Linked DNA regions of Mus musculus: region 2 is linked to region 1. The links are chromatin contacts, called in public HiChIP or PLAC-seq maps. All regions are on one chromosome and are shown on one strand. The core of a region is the stretch at or near the end of the contact, and the rest is flanking DNA. Distances in the headings are between cores, read along the strand shown.

What was found. HiChIP or PLAC-seq counts read pairs in DNA pulled down with a chosen protein or histone mark.
Region 2: a contact with region 1 is called in an H3K4me3 HiChIP or PLAC-seq map of bone marrow-derived macrophages, with 3 times the contacts expected there. The contact joins the promoter of Myo5a here to the enhancer-like site in region 1. A contact is called at or near these places in 9 of 39 promoter capture datasets (the 3T3-L1 cell line, 3T3-L1-derived adipocytes, the C10 cell line and 3 more), 1 of 15 datasets of contacts at CTCF or cohesin (large pre-B cells), 3 of 484 Hi-C or Micro-C datasets (B cells, embryonic stem cells and erythroblasts), 3 of 115 datasets of contacts at active chromatin or transcription factors (the NIH/3T3 cell line, bone marrow-derived macrophages and pancreatic cancer cells) and 2 of 9 other capture datasets (liver and pancreatic islet).

What each region holds. Positions count from the first base shown.
Region 1 is chr9:74,904,550-74,909,078 of GRCm38.p6, reverse strand. No RefSeq gene overlaps it. Among named protein-coding and RNA genes, the nearest start is that of Gm38678, 41 kb to the right of the region's middle. Within about 2 kb of position 1,893, at least 52 of the 459 cell types and tissues checked have an H3K27ac peak or open chromatin away from gene starts, as enhancers often do. A contact at or near this core is called in 3T3-L1-derived adipocytes, bone marrow-derived macrophages and pancreatic cancer cells, where this site is marked.
Region 2 is chr9:75,068,966-75,073,494 of GRCm38.p6, reverse strand. It overlaps Myo5a (myosin VA), which reads right to left and starts at 2,289. Exons shown (of 41, transcript NM_010864.2): 1 at 1,836-2,289. The coding sequence starts at 1,862.

The sequences.
Region 1 (4,529 bases), core at 644-3,143:
ATCTTTGTTCTCTCCCATCTGGATCTGTCACAGGTTTGTGGTCACCAGAAAGGTTGGCCCAGGAGCATACTAAGAGTAGAGTTAAGGCTGAGGGTCAAAAAGTAGACCCTAAGGCTGGGGCTGTAGCTCACAGCAGACTAGTATCTTAGCATGTGTTTCAATCTCCAGTACTAAAAAAAAAAAAAAAAAGGTTCATGAGCACACCTCCTAACACAGGCACACATACACAAATACACACACACACACACACACACACAGAGACACTCAAGCAGACACACACACAAAAGCAGACACACACAGACAAATACACACACAAAAGCAGACACACACAGACAAATACACACACACAAGCAGGTACACACAGAGACACACAAGCAGACAGACACACAAATATCTACACAGACACACACATACAGACACACACATACACACAAGCAGTTCCAAGAAGACAGAAACATAGACACAAGTAGGCAGACACACACATAAGTAGATAGTCACACACACACAAACAGACTGACAGACAGGTAAGTAGGCAGATATAGATACACACACAGACACATAGATATAAGCAGACACAAGTAGATGGACACACATACACAACAGACTGACAGGCAGGCAGACAGGCAAGCAGGCATGACACACATACACACACACACACACACACACACACACACACACAGAGAGAGAAAGAGAGAGAGCTGAGTCAAAGAAAAAGCAGGAGGACACTTGGTGATGGCTTTAAATATCCTGGTAGCTTTTGTATAGATTTCTCCCAAATTGCCATATTCTACACACAGTTACAAGTAGCCCCCTCTCTGTGTGACACAGAGTGGGATCTGTGTTTCCCAGGAGGAAGATGAATGTAGTCTCACTGAGCAGTATATGCATGCGTGACACTCTATGTGACTTAGGTGTTCATCATTTACAGAAGTCAACTCTTCTGTGTAGCACTTTTTCTTAGAGTGGCTGAGGATGAGGCTTCGTCACTAGAAACCAGGAGTAACAAGCACACCTGTAATCCTAGCTCTCAGGAGGTGGAGGCAGGAGGATCAGACATTCAAGTTCAACCTTGGCTGTATGGTGAGTTTCCCCAGCGTGGGGTAATAAGATCCTGTCTAAAAGCTTAAAATCCTAACACCTCAGAATATTTAATCTGGATACGGAGATACAACTTCCAGCTTGCAGAAAATCAGTAGAAAAAGTGCTGGACACAACCAAGTGACCTGGCATCCTTTGGGACAGGTGACCCCGTCTTCAAGGAGTCAGAACATGACTAAGAGGAGTTTAGTGGCTTGAGAAAGACATGAAGGTTTCAGGTCTATAAAAAGCAGGCACATTGTATGGTCTTATACTGGATACTACTTCCCACAATCTCACTATAAAGAGCATTTTTAGGGACAATTTGGGAAATTTTAACATTTACTGCAAATTATATAGTATCGAGGATATAAATGCACAAGTTAATTTGGTTAACTATGAAAGATGTTATTTCGACTCCAGAAACGTGTTTTTATTTTTATTTTTTAAAATGTGAACCGAGTTTAAAAACCAACTTTCTCTCCCTTTCCCTGGAATTTTCAGCCTTTAAAAGGAAGGCGACAAGACCAGGGTACGCGTGGCTGTGCTGCAGTTTTATTCTTGTTCTGGCGACCTGAAAGCAGGTGTTAATAGTCACAAGTGGGGCCAGATTCATGGGGAGAAAAGAAGAGCAAACTAAAGTGTTTGTGGACGGACACACACACACACACACACACACACACACACACACAGCTCTCCTGTGCTGCCTCTGTGAGTGGCTGAGTTCTGCTCAGTCGGCTGGCTAGTGTAGGCAGGACCTGTGTTACAGGAGGCTTCTTGCACCACAGTCTGGAGAGGCCTCTGACCCACATCCTCTCACACTCACCGGAGCTATGGCAAGGCACTCTGCAGCAAGAGACAGGCACACCCTTGTTTGCATCATGTGTTCCAGGCCTCCCAAGTTCAGGGACCCACTTCAGAGGTAGCAGGAAGCTCTGTGTTAATATTATCAGAGGACTCACCCGAGGGTGGGAGGGCAGTTGAAGTCTCTCTCTAGAGTCTTTAGTTCCTCCAGCCACACAGACCTCAGAGCTATGCCTTTAACCCCTCCGGAGAGCCTCAGGAGGGAGAATGTATAAACTTGGCCTTGACTTCTTGGATTGTGCAGTTTGGAATAAACCTTGAGATTCACAGACAGTGGCCTTGGATGTTCTCAACAGGAACCAAGAAACTACGGATGAAGTCAACTCCAAAAAGCTCATCTGTGCTTGGCTGAGGTAGAGCACACCTGAAATCCTAGCACTCACTGTGAGGCTCAGGCAGGAAGAGGCAAAATTGGAAGCCATCTCGGGCTGCCTAGTTAAGTTCCATCTTAGCTTCCATAGTGAGACTGCCTCAAACAAAACCAATACAAGCGAAAAGAAATCCCCAATCTACCCTCACATCTCCTACGTTTGAGCCGCAGACCGTCTGGGTTCTGTTCACTCAGAGAGGACTGGGTGTCCCACACTGCTAGGAAGCAGGTGAGAAATAGCTGGGTATTCCAGTGTTGCTCTGGGAGCAGGCAGGGATGCCCCTCCACCAGTTAGCAGCAGGCTGTGGATTAGGAGTGGCAGAAAGGATGTCTTTAAATAGGTTTCCGTTTCTGTTTGTTTGGTTTGAGGCTTGGTGATGGAGGTCACTCTGGGAGAAGCTTGGGACATAGCAGAGACTTTGGGCTTACATTTCGGCACCATCGCCCTTCCACTTCCATGAAGGGAAAGAACAAGGTTGGCTGGGCAGGGTAGAAAAAAAAAATGAGAAACAGAAGGATCTCTGTGCAGGGAAGGCAACACCTGCAATATTATTAAAGTATACTTTAGGGCTGGCAGTGTTGCCCAGTGGTAGGAGCATTTGCTCAGCGTGTGCGAGGGGGGCCCTGGGTTCTGTTCTGAGCACCGATAGGAATGATAAACACACCTATGGCTTAGTCCTCCCTGGAGTTCAGCCCGGCTGGCACAACCCAGCTTGACGAGGACTCCTTGGCGCTCAGTGTTGGAAAGCATGTGTCCTAATAGCCACACACCTCCTTCATAGTTAAAGGGGTTCTTGCTTTGTGAGCAAAATGTGCCTATCCAAGGTCCTAGCTAGATTAAGGTTAAGTCCTTCAGTGGACACTTGGTAGCTTGCTTGCTTTTGGTGTGTGTGTCTGTGGTGAGCATTAAGACAGTGTTTTGCCATGCATCCCAGCCTAGCCTTGAACTCACAGCCAACCCCATCCCCCGCCCCCCGGGTCACTGTCCGATCTTAGGATACAGGTGTGTGTACCCTCGTACCCAGATAGCCTGGGTGTTTTAAACACATTGTTTGGCTTCCCAGGGCTCTGCAACTAACAAAGAGCTGAGCTCACCAGGGCAGGGTGCTGACTTGAACAACTTCATGCTGAAGTGAGCAGATTTGGTTTGTGAGAAAATTGAATGAACCCATCCCAGGTGTACAATTATAGGGGAGAAAATGTGTGTGTGTGTGTATGTACAGGTAGTGCATTTATCTATAATACAAATATAAACTTACATAAATTTGTTTATAATTTTGTTTTTTAAAAATGACTTAAGGAAAAATGAGAAAAAAATGATGTGATATATAGTTTATTGGACTAAAACATTTGGGAGTACCTTTTGCTACTTTTCAGAAGTGTGACCTTGGGCACTTGGGGAGTCCTCTGAGAGCACCAGACAAGCCCTCTCTTGGGCTCCTTCAGGACAGTGCAGGCTGCAAGAGGAGGAAGGGTGTGGTGGGTGGGGTAGATAATTTAGCCTCGGAACTCGACATCACTGTTTATTGCCTCATTCTTTTGTACCTCGTCACCTAAATGTCCATAAAAACTGCATCTCCTTGTAGTTATTATACATCACACAGTGATGTCACCTGCTCTAATGTGAGCAGAAGTTATCTCAACATTTTACAGCCCTCCCTCTTTTTGATCCCTGGGTCTTCCGAGTTTTGTTGACAAGCATGTGGTCAAGTGCTGCCATCTAGTGGTCAAAGTCGATATAACTAAGACGCAGAGCTCTGGGAAAGATTAAGGAAAGGCCCAAGCCTGTCTAGCCTTTTGACCCTGGACACATGGTCATTTACAAAGTTTAAGCTGGAGACTACCCACTTGAGTTACAAAGCCAAGCGCACACACACACACACACACATACACACACACACACACACACACACACACACACACACACACACACACAGAACTCATAATGTTTTAACTATGTTTCCAATTTCCTTCCATTGCTATCTAGGGCTTATTTCCTCTTATTGATTTTTATAACCGATTTTATAGTGACAAGCATTTGTATGCATGCTTCATTGTGACCGGGCCTTTTTTCGTTCTTTTAGTTACGAGTGCAAATGGAAACTGTATGAAGAACTTGATGTGAAAGTGTCAGGTTGGTCTCTAAAGTTCCTGAACTTCTTACACTCTGGTCAATGACATGATGAAACTTAAATTCCTCTAGGGAGTCTCCAACGTG
Region 2 (4,529 bases), core at 1,040-3,539, 160 kb before region 1:
TCATTAAACTAAGGCCCATTCACAGATCAGTGCACAAATAACTACAGAGTCAGGCTATTCTGAGGTATATCTAAATTTAGGAAAAAGCCCCTTAAGTCCCAACCTCAGTTTCAGTGACTAAATCTGTCTGTATCTAGGAAGACTATAAGATGAATTCTATTACACTGTGATGGAAACTCAAAACTTTATTATTTAAAAATGACAACACCTTCCCCAGTTTTCCCTACAAAATATTTTGTGTGGGGGCAGGGGACAAACAGATCTAGAAGTCCAGCAACTTACCACCCACCTAATTTCTGCTTATCAGCCTATAATTAGCAGGTCCAGGTTCAAGATGGGCTGATAGCAGGGGCCTGGTAGGGGGCCAGACAGGACAGAACAATGTAACAATGTGACAGCTCGTCACAGTGACATAATTGTTACTTGTATCTACTTCATACATAAATTGCAACGATTAAATGAGTTAATATTTCAAAACACTTAGAATTGTACTATGTAAGTTAAGAAGGTAACTTTTAGTCAATTTCCAATGATAGTCTTATAGAATTGCCATGCTGAAAAAAAAAAATTACTAGGTTTAGAGAAATGTTCTAATTGTACACTTCTTAAATCTAGGGCTAGAAAGAAAGTCCCAGGTTCATGCAAGCTCTTCATTTCATGGCTGGAAGAAAGTAATCATATACCTCATATTTGTTTAAAAAAAAAAAGAGTCACAGAAAGCTTTCACAACTAGTATTAAATGTGATCCTCACAACAGCTTGTAAGGAAGGACAAAAGGACAAATAAAATTCACTCTATTTACAAGTAAGAAACCTGAACCAGAGAGGTTATGTAGTTTGCCAAATGTCACACAGTTGGGTGGAAAGGTACAGATTTCTTTCCTCAAGGCTGCAATTTGGGCTCTGGGCTTATTGATGTCACGTGTGCAAGAGATGATTCCAAACTGCTAAAAGAAGAGTCCAGAAAGCTGGGGCTATCTATATATAGCTCAGTTGTAAAGGGTTTACCTAGTATGCATGAGGCCCTTACATTCAATCTCCGTGCCTGAGAGGGAGACAAAGGCAGAGACAGAGAGAGACGGGAAGAAAGAGATTCTGGTAAAAATGTAAAAACATGAACTTGAAAAGTTAAGGCAATTCTGTTGAGTGGAATTAGAGGTAATTTTAATAATCATTAGCTGGCAAAACATCCATTGAAACCGTAACATAAGATACCATGAATGCATACACCACACACTGCCCAACACAGATTTTCTAAACAGTCTCTCCAAAATACGCCATTCAGAGATTACCAGACCCTGAGAATATGGGCGTCGGTTTAAGATTGAAAAGGCTGCCACTTCCCCTAAATGAAGACCAAAAGGGAAAGGCTCGCCGGAAAGGAGGGTGAGGACACAGAGCTAACGAGGCTCTCGGGGATAACGCGCAGGTTGCAAACTCCCAGGCACCAAGAAGCCTAAGAATAAGCTCGCCATCTCCGGGCTGCATCTTCCCACAGGCTCCGCACCCCAGGGCAAATGGCAAGAACCCGGCAGCTAAAGGTGAAAGCGGACTGGCCATAACTGCAGAATCCGAAATAATCTCCCCGAGAGGCTGCTGCCTGGCGCATACCGGCACAGGACGTTATTTTAAGCACGAGTCCCGGGAGAGCGGCCCGAGCATCTGCCCAAGAGCATCCCATCCGAAATGGGCTCGGGAGGCAGAGCAGGGAGGTACAGCCGGGCAAGGAGGTACAGCCGGGCAGTGGGGTGCAGTCCGGTGGAACCTGCCGGTCCTACAGCCACGGTCCCGGCCGCGCGACCCCTCCCCAGGACAAGGCTCTGCGGCGCGCGTTACCTTGGTGTAGAGCTCGGACGCGGCCATGGCGGGCCCAGCGCCGACGCCCCCCGCCTAGGCGGAGGCCGCAGCTCGCGTGGCGGCCGCCCGCGCGGGTGAAACGGTGGCGGGCGGGGAGCAGGGGAAGGGCCGGGCCGGGCAGGGCGGGCCAAGCTGGCGGGCGGGCCCGGGCGGGCCGGGGCGGGGCGCGTCAGGCGCTAGCGGCGGGCGGGAGCCTGACAGTCATCACCTCCAGGGCTCGGCGGCCGCGTGAGCCCGAGGCGCGTGCTCGGGGGACTCGGGTACCAGCCTCCGCGGCCGTCGCCGCCTCAGTCTCCCCAAGCCGCCTGGTCCACACACACAGCCCTTGCGGTCTCTTCAGTCGCCTCGCGTCCTCAGCGCCCCCTCGCTCCCTCAGTTTCCTCAGCCGCTTCGCCTCCTTAGAGGCCTGGTCTCTGTAGCCTCCTCTGTCTCCTCCGCGGCGCGCGATGCCGCCGCCGCCGCCGCCGCCGCCCTGTGCATTGTGGGAGCGGGAGGAGGCTGCGCTCGAGCGCTGCCACCGCGATCCCTCCCGGCTCTTTCGGGCTCACGCTGCCTCCCATCGGCGGCGGGCACCGAGCATCCTCGGCCCATGCGGCTGGCATCCCAAACCTGCTTTGGCGGAGTGGCCCCCCACAGTGTGCGCGAAGGTGGGGCAGTGAGGGAGCGCGTCCCGCTCGAGGTAGCGACGGTTAGAGTGCCCGCGTAGACCCGGCAGCCTCAAGGCTGCTCCTCCTGGCCCTGCTGTTTGTAGGGAGAGGACTTGAGGTAGGGGAGGGTTCGGGAAAGGCCTTTCTGAGAACCTGCAACTCCAGAAGAGACTTGCTCACGGCAGGGCGGGAAGCTGCACCACCCGGAATTTGAAGGATGCTCAAGGTCACTCTGCATTTGGGTTTGCACCCTTGGTGATGCAAGGACATAGGGTGGCCTCTAACACACAGAAACTCCAATGAACCTGAAAACAAGATGGCACTGGGAAATGGCCCATCTTAGACTTGGGCGTTTACATAGGTTCGCCACCATTCAGAATGAGACCTTTGTTCTGCTGATCGTGACAGCACTACCTGATGCTGATCCTGGAGTCACCTGAAAACGGCAACCTACTGAGAGAAACTCAAGTGTTTGCAGTCTTGACGCAGTCTATTCCGTGCCCTTACACGGACACAGGAATGTGGTCTTTTTCATCCCAACATGTTCTCTCCAGCCACACTTTCGTGCTCACTTGGAATACTCTTTAAAATTTTTAGCCTTTTAAAATGTGTCCATCTTCCTTCTTTAAACCTTAAGTTGTGGCCAGTGCCTATCATGGGAATCCAGTTTTATTGTTTGGCTTGTTGGGTTTTGAGACAGGTCTCACTAAGCAGCCCGGGTTTTCTTCAAACTCGCCATCCTCCTGCCTCTGCCTTGTGAATGGTGAAATTTTAGAGACATGGTTCTGAGACCAGTACAATGGCAGTCAAAGCACAAGCCTGACTCCCTAGTTATGTCTGAACATGAGGTGGGTATTTGAAGGAAGACTGTTCACCACTTTGATGTTTCTGGATTCCATCCTTTCTTTGTCTGCCTGTGAAAGGAGACAAAATGTACTTTGAGCCAGCAGAGCATCCAAAGCAATGAGTTGAGCTCCTGTCTCTTACACTTCCTTCATGCCTGTAGAAGGTGCCTGTTTCCTTACCCTCTAGATATTAGCTACCGGTCAGGACAGTTGAGGAATACTGAGTATGATGGGTTGGTGAGTCGGAGGGGGGGGGGGTAGGAAGAACCAAAACACTCAAAACTCTGAGAGTTCTTATAAAAGTGACTTTTATTTACATGAACAAAAATAAAATTGGAATCATTCTTTCAAAATTTTCAAAGACATACTTTCAACCACCCTGATGTAAGAGAAAGAGAAGATGAGGGGTAGGAGAAAGGGTTTTTTTTCTTTTGGTGGTGGTGGTGGTAAAGTCTCTTTATGTAGCTGACCTAGAACAATTTTACCTCTCTCCCTTGAGTCCCAGGAGTGCTGAAATTGCAGATGCATGCCACCACATACACTTGGGAAATGGGTTTCTGACCACTAACCTCTTGCTTCATTCAGGAAAAGAACAGACTTTAAACAAAACACACCCAACCGGCAATGAGGAGAGGGCCATTCTGATGGTGGACTCTTCTGCCTAATGCATATGTATTTACAGCCTAAAGCACTCTTATTACTAAGATCTGCAAACCAGGAGTAGGGTCCACACCCCAAAAGTCAGTATAAGGTATTATATATTTTATTGTAAATTGATAAAATTTTCAGTTGTTGCTTTATAAATTAAGAACATTTTCTCAACAGAGGAATGGATATAGAACATGTGGTACATTTACACAATGGAGTACTACTCAGCTATTAAAAAGAATGAATTTATGAAATTCCTAGGCAAATGGATGGACCTAGAGGGCATCATGCTAAGTGAGGTAACCCAATCACAAAAGAACTAACACAATATGTACTCACTGATAAGTGGATATTAGCCCAGAAATTTAGAATATCCAAGATATAAGATACAATTTGCTAAATGCATGAAACTCAAGAAGAATGAAGACCAAAGTGTGGACACTTTGCCCCTTCTTAGAATTGGGAACAAAACACCCATGAAAGGAGTTACAGAGACAAAGTTTGGAGCTGAGACAAAAGGATGGACCATCTAG